Linked DNA regions of Sus scrofa: region 2 is linked to region 1. A link is a contact called in public Hi-C data. All regions are on one chromosome and are shown on one strand. Each heading gives the region's core, a stretch centred on a gene start, on an enhancer-like site or on the middle of the called end of the contact. The rest is flanking DNA. Distances are from core to core; before and after follow the strand shown. Region 1 holds the start of LOC100737927 (adenylate cyclase type 10). Region 2 holds the start of TREML1 (triggering receptor expressed on myeloid cells like 1).

The links. Hi-C and Micro-C count contacts between places; a contact is called where the count stands out from the background.
Region 2: a Hi-C map of skeletal muscle shows a contact between it and region 1, with 6 times the contacts expected there. The contact joins the promoter of TREML1 here to the promoter of LOC100737927 in region 1. A contact is called at or near these places in 5 of 47 Hi-C or Micro-C datasets (embryonic fibroblasts, heart right ventricle, liver and 1 more) and 1 of 2 datasets of contacts at active chromatin or transcription factors (alveolar macrophages).

What each region holds. Positions count from the first base shown.
Region 1 is chr7:36,405,798-36,412,166 of Sscrofa11.1, forward strand. LOC100737927 (adenylate cyclase type 10) reads left to right here and starts at 4,722. Exons shown (of 32, transcript XM_021098668.1): 1 at 4,722-4,884; 2 at 5,801-5,905. The coding sequence starts at 4,728. NFYA (nuclear transcription factor Y subunit alpha) reads left to right here. Exons shown (of 10, transcript NM_001243295.1): 10 at 1,050-1,652. The coding sequence ends at 1,103.
Region 2 is chr7:36,457,495-36,464,207 of Sscrofa11.1, forward strand. It overlaps TREML1 (triggering receptor expressed on myeloid cells like 1), which reads right to left and starts at 3,217. Exons shown (of 6, transcript NM_001243504.1): 1 at 3,128-3,217; 2 at 2,624-2,956; 3 at 20-131. The coding sequence starts at 3,170.

The DNA.
Region 1 (6,369 bases), core at 3,472-5,971:
CCATCACATCCCATCTACACTATTTTCAGATTGCTCTTTATAAGATAGTGCTTTCTTAATCATCGCAGTCCCCTGCTCAGGGATGCATGCTAGTTCCTCATTTCTTTCTGCAGCAGATCTCAAACTATTAATTTAGCCTCTTTTAGCCTCACTTTCTTCACCTGTAAAGTGGACTGCTGTTGATAATGTAACAGAATAGTGGGATATCATGCAAAAAGTTAACATTAGGCACCTCCCTAGCCCAGTGCCTAGTACATGGTGAGAGCTCAGTAAATGGTAGTTATTATTCTTGCTCAAAGCCTCTGATCTGTCCACCTCCAGAAATGTTTCAACTTTTTCTTGGATCATGCCAGTTGAGGCTTCACAGAGCCTTGATGTGGGGGAACTGAAAGTGGTTATTTTGGAGTGTTGCATAGAGCTTCCCAGGACTGATCCTTGTCCTGACACTGCAGGTTTTAAGTAAGAGGCAGGCAGAGTTTAGTGGAAAGAAGATTGAAAGGGAATCAAGAGATTTGGGAGTTTGTTCTTGCTGGGTTCCTCACTAACTTTTTGACTCTAGTCCAGGCAAATCACTTTACACATCCAGGCTTCAGGTTTATCTACAAAAGGAGTGCATTAAAGTAAGTAAATTCCAACGTTCTTTCCAGCCCTGCTAAGTGCTTGTATTTAAATATGATGATCAGGAAATAATGGCACAAAAATACAGGATGACTTGGTTTCTCTGGGTCTTTTTCTTAACTGCCTAAGGACCTTTAATCCTTAAGAGCAGAACATAACACAGTTGCTTAGGAAAGAGATACTCTCTGAACTCTGAGGTGTTGAGCAATGCAGTGCCAGTCCAGACTTGGAATCTTTTTAAGAATAAGGTTTGTTGTCTCTTCTTTGCTAATAGAGCTGCATTTAAAACCATGTATGCAGGCTTAGATGTATTACAGGCCTTTGGCTAACTTAGCAAAGTCTGTGTATTCTCTTGGTGATAAGTACCGAGAGCAGTGAGTTCCCAGATGCTTTTGCAAAGGACTGTAATCATTACACTTATTTCTTTGTAGGATCCAAATCAAGCAGATGAAGAGGCTATGACACAGATCATCCGAGTGTCCTAACCCCAGGCCATGTGATGGAGCTGATCAAGGTCATGTTCCTCACACCGTTTCCCACTGTTCCAAGGAAACTGATCAACTCTTCCGACGGGACACTGACGATCACATTCTGCCCTTTTCTACAGGACAGAAACCACTTAGTTTTTAATAAGTGGTTCAGTATTATAATTGCAGTGATATCTGGCAAATTGAAGTTGCAAGCCTTTGTCTCGCCCTTTCAGTCAGGACTTCCTTCAGACTGTGGGTGACATTGACATTTCATGGATTGGGATGATGCAAGGGAGCCATGCCAGCCTAGCAGTACCACACATAGCACTTATGTTGCCTGGTGATGCCAGCCAGCCGTCTCCGCAGAGGAGAATGACCTTCTCAACCTAAACTGCAATCAGGGAAGCTGCAGCCCACTCCTTTCCCAAGGATTCTGAACAGCACCCGTCCCTCTGCTGGGGGATCTCAGGCTGACTAATGAACACTTTGTATTCAGAGATGGTTTCCAGGCAAGGAAGCTCCATCTCATGATATGGAAACAATAAATTCTCTGAGATACATTCATCTAATCTGTGGTAATAATAAGAATTTCTGTCCACCCGGATGATAGGTTGGTATTTTTGGACACCGGCCAAGAAAAAGTTAACTCTCGGGATAGACTGACAAAAGACTCAAGCACTAAACGTAGAAATTGCTGGATCTCTTAGCTTTGACAAGTTGTTGTCTACTTGTCTGTTGACAGGTCATATGGACCACAGTTCTTGACTTTTAGGACAATTTGAGGGTATTGGATCTTGAAACTGCCTTTCCTAAGTAGAGAACAAAATTACACAACTTCTGTGCTGAAGTCCTGAGGACATTTGTAGTAACTCCTAAACAGCAAAACTAGAGAGATTCTCAATCATAGGCTCCGTGACAGCATTTGGGGACTAGAAAGGTTCGTGTGTGTTTCAGTCTAGAAGGACAAAGAGAGTAGTATGCATACCCTTGTGTTGTCATATAGCATGATTCGCCAGTGGATTGATGCCTGGGATGGATTGTTAAGATGAAGAGAATAATTTACATTTATACTACAATCTTTTAACAAGCACGTTTGAAAGGGAGAAGTCTGATTTGGTCCTTGACAATTTCTGGAAAGCACTGTTCAATCAGCTAATCTGGACACATTCCAGGTTACCTGCTAGAGTTCGAGGTGGATGTTGGCTTCACTCCTGCTGTGCTTTGTGCCGGCCCCACAGAGCAAACATTCTTGTTCTTCCCATGGCAGCTGATTTTTTGGTGCCGGTTTCTGTTTGTTTCCCCTTTTCTCCATAAGCCTTGAGCAGAAAGGTTTTCACATTGCATCCCCATTCTGGTGATGAACTGTGGACTGGAAGTGGATTCCTGCAGGGTCAGGAACCGGGCCATGGTTCCCAGAATGGGTTGTGCCTGAATAATCTGTTTGTTTTCTAGATGTGGAACCTTGGGAGAACCGAGATGATATTTGGGAAGAGTTGCTGCCTTCTCTGGAAACAAAGAAGGGAAACTTAGTTCTTTTGGAGAACATTTGGGTTTGATTTAAATACCGAGAGTAGAGATTGGCTCGCTCTTTGATTTCACTCTACCTATGTTAAGAGGGAAAGGAAATTAAATCCTCTAAAGAAATCATCACAAAGGGGAATCATTGTAATGGTAGAAATGGAGGTATAGAACTATGCAAAGAAAGCAGGAAGTGGAGTATCTCCCTCATCCCTTGAATCTAGTCATCTGTCCTGGCTTCCAGGTAGGCTTACTAGAAACTTCTGGCTCCTTATGTGAGATTCAGGTGGTAAGCCCTAAGTTTTTCAGATGATAGGTTACTAAAAGCAATGAGGAGTTTATATCCTTTGGTTTCTTTAATACTCATGCAGAGTTCAGAAAGAAATTACTCAGATCTAATTTCTAGTACTTAAGCCAACACCTAGTTCTAAAATGCTATTTATTTGTGTCTGTAAGTTTGTACATAATAATACCAACCTCATTTTTGTTGTGGGGGGGTGGGTTTTGTTTTTTGGGTTTTTTTTTTTTTTTTTCATGAGTTTGAGTTTGGTTTATTTGAAATGAAATGCATCAGTTGTCATTTTGTCATTGCATTTCAGGTAGCTCATGGCCCCTTTATTGTGGTCATTTTAGCACGTAATAACCCACAAAGTGGGACTGAAGTTTGGATTTTTTTTCTTTGTTGCTAGAAATTCTTTTATCCATTTGTCCTTGAGACTGTAGTGATTACTTCATAGATGCAAAAAGAATGAATGGATGAGTGAATAACTAGTTTAATGTGTAGTTCTTTCACTTCTTGAGTGTTTCTTGGGTTTGGTTTTTTTGTTTTTTGGTTTTTTTTTTTGCAGGATAATTGTAAATGTATATATTTTAATTGCACTGGTACATCGAACATGTCAGTGTCTCTACCACTGGACCAACAGAGCATTTTTCTGGCTAATGAGTGCCTGATAATAATGTCTTGATTTTCCTTTGGGACTAAACTACACAGGTTTTTTTCCTCCCAGCAGTAGGGGAGCACAGGTGATGGATCATTGATGTCATTTCAATTGTTATTTTTTAAAATAAATAAATTTATAAAAATGCTAAAAAGTGTCTTGAGTTTTGAGGAGTCTACATCCCTTGGGTTATGTTTATAATGGTTGGTAAACCATAAATACACATGCAAGTTCTGTGGACAGTGTGTCAAACTTACAGAGGTTGTCCAGCATCTCAGCTGTGTATCTCCCCTTGGTCTCTTTTCCTTCCCTTTTGGTCCTCCCACCCTACTAAGGAGATTCTGACATCTGTGGGCTGATCATACATTTGGTCTTCTCACTGCAAGTGTTAATGAAAACATAATGAAAGTAATTCCATTAGTAAGATTAGCCCTTTAGTTTTCACCAAAACAGCCTCAATTTATGGTGTGTTGTAGAACTAAAGAAGTGAAGACGTAATTTTTAGATTGTTTTTATTTATGTTAAAAAACATGCATTTTCTGATGGTTAGAAATCACAACATGCTCATCCTTTTATTGTTTTGTATTCACAAATCTGAGCAATGGACTGGCAGCTTCAGATGTGCCATTTTCACACTCAAGTCAGGGACTTACTTGAGAAAAAACGCCCCCGGGGAGCATCCCATGAGATCCAGTGATCCATCCTGGCAGACAACAGAAGTGGAAGAAACTTCCTAACAAGGAAAAGGACTGTTAAATAGCTTCGGTGTGTATTTAAAAAGTATCCTGAATTTGCTTGTCCTTAGAAAACTAAAAAGACGACCTAGAAACGAAATTCCTACTTTAGTGGTAAGGGGAAAAGACCACCCTACTGAATTTATCCCAGGTGATTAGTTTCGTCGTGGAAGGATCACCAGTTTTCAAGGAGATCAAAAATTTCAGCTATTAACTATATGCTCCGCCCTTGCCCGCCTTCCGCCCCTCCCCCCCGGAAGCCAGAGCGAGGGAAAAAGGCAATGGGAAGCAGCTGGGGCGGGGCCTCCGGCGGCTTTCCATTGGTACTGACCCAAGGATCCCCGCGCTGATTGGTTGGTGGGAGGGACCGTAAGGGCCGTGGTTGCGGATTGGCTACTATTCGGAGTAAACTTGTTTCCGGTAGCTTGGCGGGCAGCCCCGCCGCCGCCATGGCGACCGGCGAGCGGGAGGCGGTGCCGCCTCAGTGGCCAGTAGAGGCCCGCTTGGCGGCGCTGCTGCCCGACCTGCTGGTTTTCAGGAAGCCCGGGGGATCAGAACCCGAGCTCGCCACGGCCCAGGGCGTCCTCCTTGGCGTCCACGTGACGGGTGAGGACAAGGGGAGGAGCGTCGCTCTCCCCGGCCTGCAGGAGGGGCAGCCGTTGGGCCTCAGCTCGTAGAGGCCTCGGCAGTTACCGGCCTGGCCCCGGAGCGAGCTAAGGCGCTCTTTCACTGCACTTTCCGCTGCCTCCGCGGGAAACAGGGTCATTTTCAGAGCAGGAGGACGCCTTTCGGGACGACCTTATGTATCCCGAGTTCACTTCAGAAATGGTGAAATTGAGGCTCAGAAAGGAGAAAGGACTTTAAAGCCATAACAGGTTTTGAACCCAAGTTTTCCCCCAATCCCGAACATTTCCCAGTAAGCATCCACCTAATCCAATGATTTTATTTGCTCAGTAATTCCTTCTTTGGGTCTATAAGTATGTGCCTGCCTTTATTCTAGGAGTTAAAAGACTTAGTAGCTACTATGAGAGGCCTTCATTTAACAGATATTTATGGAGTTTTATGTGTCATGGATATAAAGATGAGTGATTCAGGTGCCTGTCCTCAAGGAGCTCAGCTCACCATTTTAAGTTCTCCATAAAGGTTTTTAATCCATTCTCCTTGTCAGTGATTTCTCTCTCCCTCACAGAGCAAGAGAATCCTGTCGTTTCCCTTGGCCAGGGAGTCTTAAGAGGGTATGATGGGAAAGGAGTAACTGGATTCTGAGGAAAAAGTCACTTGTGGATGAATCTTCACCATCTGCAGCTTCTAGAAACGTGGGGGCGGGGGGGCTGCTCTGCACTCCCAGAGGCAGCAGCAATCAGCCTGGCTCTGAGTACTTGCTAAGGAACTTAGCAAGGATAATGAAATTACTCATCTTGAAGAGATATGCTTCCTTCACACTGGCCTGATGTGTGGAGGGGTTAGGGGTTAAAAGTTTAGGATTTGCAGCTAACGTAGTCATTTGTGCTTTGTTGGTCAGGGTTTACAGCATTAATGGACAGGTTCAGCCTGAGCTGCAAGTTGGAACATGACATGGACAAACTGGCCCACATCTTCAGCTATTACATTAGTGACATCGTGGAGCGTGAGTGACCACTGTAGGGGAGCAAGGAGGTGTGCTGGGCTCCTGAGGGTTTGCAACACAAGGACGCCTGGGGTACTTTAAAACAGATACTAAAGGGTCATTCCTTTGCTGTCACTCCTCTTTTATTTCTTCAGGTTTGCCACGAACAAGCTAGATCTTTGCCTGTATCTGTCATTCTCCTCAATCTCACATCTGTTGACTCAGTGTTCAGAAAGGGGGAAAAATGCTAATTTTAATTTGTACTTTGCATGTTTGTATTAATTAGTAAATAAGGTGTCCCTCAGTTTGTGTCTTCTAACCAGAATATAATGGGCCTCTTGTGTGTATATAAGATGTAATTTATAAAACACCTTCCCATTCTGTTATTGCATTTTGATCCCCTGTGAGGTAAGAATGAGTATTCTTTCTTTCTTGCTTAATCTGGGGGGAAAAGAAACCTTTTTGTTTGTACAGTAAACATGTTT
Region 2 (6,713 bases), core at 1,967-4,466, 50 kb after region 1:
ATACAGTCCTTGTCAGTACCTCTTCTTATCCAGGCCAGGATTCAAAGGGCTGGCACTGCCTGCAGGGTCCGAAGAGCTGTCAGCCAGACTCCCAACCTGATAGGTCTCCTCCTCCTCCTCCAGGCCAGGAGCTGAGTCAGAAGGAAAAACTTCATGAGCACAGGCCCATTGTGAGCAAGGTTCAAGGGCCGGTTGAGACGTAGGTACTGGGAGAGCGGAGCTGAGGAAGGAGAGGTCCCCAGTAAGAAACACAAAGAAGGACCACTTGGGATGTTCCTTAGGGGCCTCTCATTCTGGAGGTCAGTGAACGGCCTCTTTATCTTTTATGGTTGTGAATATGCTCCCTTTCCCCTCAACCCCCAGCTCCAAACCCTCCCCCCTGCATTTCTCCTCCTTTACCTGCTCCCTCTGTACCCCTCTGGTCTAATCAGGCTGCTCAGACTATGCCAAAACCCCACTGGGTAAGCCATGCCCATCTCCCTACCCCACCCCAGAGTAGGTCCCTCTGCGCTCTTCTCATTGGACACCTGGTGCCTGGCTCTCATGACTTGGTCTCTAAAGAGGCCTCAGCTCCACCTGCTAGACCTCTCTGCACACATGCAACCCTGGGACCCCCTTACAGGCTGATTGGACCCCATCCCAAGTTCTACCCTCAGGAGCTAAGCCCTGATGTGACACAGTGCCCAGCCTTGCTTGGACCCTGAGACTTGGTTTCTGTCCTCCCAAGAACACGCTCAACTTCTGGCTGTCGGACACGGGGTTGGTTTCTCGGGGCCTGAGGATCTGCCTTGAGAACACCGTCTCCCCGGCCACCCCCTCCCAGGGCATCGCCTTGGTACAACTTGCCTCACGGACTTGTAACCTTGACTTACTAGACCTTAGACTGTGAAGGAAGGAGAAAAACAAAGGGTGACCAGGGTTAACAGGAGTATATCTGTAATATAATTAATAACTGGGGACTCAAAAGATTCTAATGACACCTTAGTCCATCTTCATAATGAACAAATGGAAAAGAAACCAAGAGAAAGAAAAATGCCTTTCTTAATTTCATTATTTTGGGTATTTGGCACAAATTACTAGGAAAAGGGAGACCTGAAAATGAAAAAAAAAAAATCAGCATCCATAAGCAGAAATTAGGCCAGTCTCTGCTCCGTCAGGTAGCTGACCATTTTCCTGAAAGAAAATTTTTTAAATTATGTCTTATTTTGTTATTTAAATTTTTTTTTTTTTTTTTTGTCTTTTTGCCATTTCTTGGGCTGCTCCCGTGGCATATGGAGGTTCCCAGGCTTGGGGTTGAATCGGAGCTGCAGCCACTGGCCTACGCCAGAGCCACAGCAACGCGGGATCCAAGCCGCATCTGTGACCTACACCACAACTCACGGCAACGCCGGATCCTTAACCCTCTTAGCAAGGCCAGGGATCGAACCTGCAACCTCATGGTTCCTAGTCGGATTCGTTAACCACTGAACCACGACAGGAACTCCTTAAATATCTTATTTAAAGTATTTTAGCAATACTTTAAAGTGTTCTTTCAAAAAATGTTTAGACATGAGAAAGTAATAGGCCATGAAAATGAAACTGGGGAAAATAAAGTACTTTCTATACTGGAAACAGGCTTGAGAATACTGACTGAATTTTTCTGCTTTTAAAACTGAATGAGGAGTTCCCATCGTGGTGCAGCAGAAACGGATCTGACTAGGAACCATGAGGTTGCGGGTTCGATCCCTGGCCTCGCTCAATGGGTTAAGGATCCGGCATTGCCGTGAGTTGTGCTGTAGGTCGCAGATGTGGCTCTGATCTGGTGTTTCTGTGGCTCTGGCACAGGCCGGTGGCTACAGCTCTGATTCAACCCGTAGCCTGGGAACCTCCATATGCCGTAGGAGCGGCCCTAAAAAGAGACAAAATACAAAAAACAAAAAACAAAAACCAAAAAAACCTGAATGAGTTGAAGGAATTCAGGTGCGGAATGTTCCCTGCCTGTAGGTGAGGCATGTACTAGATGCTCAGTGAAGACTTTAGAAAAATTAAATAAGATATAAACTCAGTGATTTGCAAACCATTGAACTTATGGTTAGAGGAACAGAAACCTGGAAGATTAAAAAATTCCAGGAGTTCCAGTTATGGCTGAGCAGTAACAAACCCGACTACTATCCATGAGGACCTGAGTTCGATCCCTGGCCTTGCTCAGTGGGTTAAGGATCTGGTGTTGCTGTGAGCTGTGGTGTAGGCCAGCAGCTACAGCTCTGATTTGACCCCTAGACTAGAAATTTCCTTATGCTGTGGGTGTGGCCCTAAAAAGAAAAAAAAAATTATAAGGGAAAAAAACCAGCATCAAGTGTATTGAAAATGCTGGATGGGGAGGCCAAGGCCATCAGCGGGGAAGGAGGAGTGACTTCCTGTGGGGAGACCCACTTGTGCCACAAAGGCGGGGTGAGGGGGCACTATTTGGCTCTTTATCTCCGACTTCTCACTTAGTTTGGTTTCCGTTCCCTGCAGAGCTGTCAAAAGGATATCTTCTCCCAATTCCTCCCCTACCAGGACCTCCGGCCCCCAAGGACCCAAGAATAGCAGATGGGGGTGAGAAGGCAGATCAGAGGGGTAGTGCCCAGCCAGGATAACTCACCTGCGGGGAGCACGTCCAGAGTGACTTTGTGCACAGTCTGGGGCCCCGAGGCCCCCTCCACCAGGCAGCCGTACTCCCCGGCATCCTCCTCCTGCAGGGTAACCATCTCCACCTGGAGCAGGCCACCCCCCATGTCGGTGAGAAAGATGCGGCTGCCAGCCGGGGTCCGGCGGTCCACCACTGACGACACCACGGGCTGGCATACCCCCTGCAGGAACCGGCACCACACCTTTCGAGCCCTGAGGTCCTGGGGTCGGTAGTGGCACTGCACCAGGATGGAGCTCCCTACGGGCGCCTGCAGCAGCTCAGGGAGGCTGCCAGCCGAGCCCTGGCCTGGGGAGGGAAAGTTGAGGAGGGTAGGACGGGATGCCTCCAGGCCCACCCAACTGCACAGGGCACCGGGATCTAGAGATCGACCTTCTGGGCTTACACCTACTATTGTTGCCATGTCATGCCAGTTATTCCTGGGTGTGGGGAGTGATCATGGTCCCTTCAGAACCTTACCTGCTAGTCCCAGAAGCAGCAGCAGGAGCAGGTGGGGGCCCATGGCTGGGAAGGGAGATGTCCGCTCTGGGGCTTCCTGGGGGCACTGACACAACATTCCCCTGGGGGCAGGAAACTTTTGTCTCAGATAGTCACGTGGGGCTCTCAGTGACCATGGGGTGGGAGTCAGGCACTGATGGGCTCCTCCATGGGTGGGGATAAGGAGCTCTTCCCAGCCCTGGTTGGCTCAGCACTCAGAAACCGACCCTGAGGGTAGGCGTGGGCAAGGCAGGGTGAGAATGCCAGAGGTCCTGGGCCCTCTAAGGAAGGAGGCCGGAGGAGGATCGTGGTGACCAGAGAGCAGCAGAGAGAGGGGGAAGGTGATCTTCAGAGAAGTGCAAAGGTCTGAGGATTCAAGATCTGAGGATGCAGAGCTGCAAAGGAGCCAAGTAAAGTGTCCTTCCCATGGCCCAAGGCCATCCTGATTTTAAATTCAGGGGTTTTGGGGGGAGGGGGTGGCACTCCTGCAGTATATGGAAGTTTCCAAGCTAACAGTCAAGTCAGAGCTGGAGCTGCCAGCCTACACCACAGGTACAGCCACAGCAGGTCTGAGCCACATCTGGGACCTACACTGAAGCTTGCAGCAACCCTGGATCCTTAACCACTGAGCAAGGTCAGGGATCGAACCCATATCCTCATGGATACTAGTCGGGTTCTTAACCTGCTGAGCCACAATGGGAACTCCCTGATTTTAAATGCTGTGTGGGTGCCAACCCCGAGCTCTCAGGAGACTGTCGAGGAAGTCCCACCTTGATGGCGTGTCCTGGGCTGGCCTGTCTTCTTTCCTTGTGCTGGGTGCTCCCTAGACACTTTCAGTGTGGACCCTGCTCTCCAGTTCTGGCAATTGCTTTGATAAATACTTCTTTATTTTTCCCCCCTCTGTTTTTCTAATTAGTTGGATAGTGAACCTAATGTGTTTATCTTATTTTCATACCTTTTCTCTATCATTTTCTATCTTTTTGTCGATTTTGTTCTGATTCCTCAAAGATATCTTCCATCTTTTTTCATCCATTCCTCTGTCCTTCAAGTTTTTATCCCTTCGTGTTTTTAATTTAAGAGATTTCTTCTCCAAGCATTTCTTATTTATAACATATTAATTGGTTTTTTTGGCCATGCCCACTGCAGCAACCCGAGCCACTCTATTAATTTTGTTTCATGTTTGCACTGTCCTCTCTGTTGAGAGGCAGTTCTCCATGAATATTTTCACGTTTCTGCATGGTTTGGGCTTTCTAGGAAAGGGAACCGCCCAAGCTTTGTTCCAGGGCAATTGAAGAACTGACACAGCTCCGGAGTCAGTGTGTCAGCTCCAGAGAGATTCGCTTCCCTCCTTCCCCTCCCTCCCTGGAGAAGATGAATTTACGTCCCAGAATAAAGGTCTCTCTCTAGAGAAAAAGATGAGCCACTGTGCCAGGTGCTCCATATAAACTCGAAGTCTCATAATTTGGGGTTCCTCTCTCATGATGAAACATCTAATCCTCATTCACACGCCGTGCAGAACTGGGGTTTGTGGATCCTGCTAGGAGTGTGAGCAATAAACCTTCTGACACCAGGGGGCGCGCCTGTGCTCAGGGAGACCAGAGCTGGCAAAGGGGCGTGGCCGGGAGCTCGCACTGCCCTGATCTGGATGTCAAGCGGGAAAGGGGTGCTACCCTCCCTCCTTCCTCCACTCTCCCTCTCTCTGCCCACCCCACCCCCCTTCAGGAGCCAAGGAGTTAGGAATGGGAACTGGGAGCAGAAGCCTGAGGAAGCCGGCTTCTGTGTTGAGCTGAGCCTTGTGGACCTGGTGACAGGGTGACCAGGTGTCGCTGTCTACCTGGGGCCGAGCCCTTTTCTGAGACAGGACTTCCAGTGCTAACCCACAGAAAACCCGGCTAACTGGACGGCTGTGTCGCCCCAGTGAGTGATGCGGGGTGATACATACGTCTATCAGTCCAGCCAATATGTATCAGGGTTTCTTTGATTTCCTTACAAGAAAATTATTTTCACACTAACAAGCCACCTGGGAATGTCGTGTGAAGAGGAGACCTCTCTTCAATATTAATTAAGTGCCTAAAATGGATACAGTCCACTGCTGGGCGCCCAGGACAGAGGTGACCAGGTGGACCCTGGCCTCTGGGGCGGTGTCCTGTCACTGGACCTTAGAGAGGAGGAAGGAAGCCAGGGCTTACCCAGGACCTACTATGTGCCAGGCCTGTGGCCAGGGACTTTAATGTTATTCCTCTCGGCCTCATAAAAAGTCACCAAAGTAGGGCTGTTTTGGTTGGTTTGGTGTTGGGTTTTTTTGTTTGCTTTTATATTCAAGGGCCCTGAGGCTCAGCAGAGTTAAGGAACTTACCTAAGCTTTCTTAGTAGGAGGCAAACTTGAAATTGGCAAACCCTTTCAGTTCAGGGTGTGTGCCAGAGAGTCCAGGGCAGAGGATCCCAGGGCAGGTGTCTCAAACATAGCAGAGCTGGAAGGAGAAAAGGCTGAGCTCCCAAGAGAAAGAAAGTTCCAGCACATTCTACTGCCAGGCACTTGGCTGGAGGCTTCCTTTCCCTGCTATCGCCCTCGGTGCCCAGATGGGGCGGAAGGGAGATGGAGTGGGTTCTGCTCAGCCTTGGACCGTATACTGTGCCCATGTCCGCAGGAAGGAGACCACTGTCCTGGGACTCGATGGGCAAGTTTCAAGGGCCGCTGAGTCAGGGAGGCCAAGGACACACAGACTGGACCAGGGTCCCAGAAATGGGGACAGAGGCCCAGAAGCATCCTCTGCAGGTGTGGGTGAAGTGGGGTTGGAGCAGGGCTGGAACCAGGGGAGTGATGTGTTGATGTGAAGCTCCTTCCTAACGATTCAACACCCCAGGTATCCACACCCATGACAGGTGGCAGCGCAGCCACATGTGGCCATGGCCAGAGGGGCTTCGGGGCTTCCGCCTCCCCGAAGCCAGGACTGAGAGCCTGAGTATGTGCCCACTCATTTTCTCCCCCTGGGGGCAGCCCACCCCCAGAAAGTCTCTGTCCCATTGGCCCAGGTGCTGGGTGTGCCGGCGAGAAAGTGAGGTTCCCAGAGCTGCCCTGGCTGTTCCCTGGGTCCAGAACACTCTCCCTGACATGCCTGAGGTTCACTTCCTGCATCTCCAGGTGTTTCTCAAGTTGTTCTTCTGTCTGCTCTAGACTTGCGTCATCCCCTGTCTGCGCTCCCCGTGCTCCTCACCATCTGACTTTGTTTTGCTTTGCTTTGCTTTGCTTTTTAGGGCCACACCCGTGACATATGGACGTTCCCAGGCTAGGGATCTAATCAGAACTATGCCAACCTACGCCAGAGCCACAGCAATGCCAGATCTGAGTCACATCTATGACCTACACCACAGCTCACAGCAACGCCAGATCCTTAACCTACTGAGCGAGGGATCGAACCCGTGTCCACATGGATACTTGTCAGGTTCGTTTCTGCTGGGCTGCAACAGGAACGCCCCGTCTGAGTAAATTTATTTTATCTCTCTGTCTGCCCTCTTCCTGCTAGGACAGGACTCCATACGAAACCAAGCAGGGCCCTGTGAGTCCTCT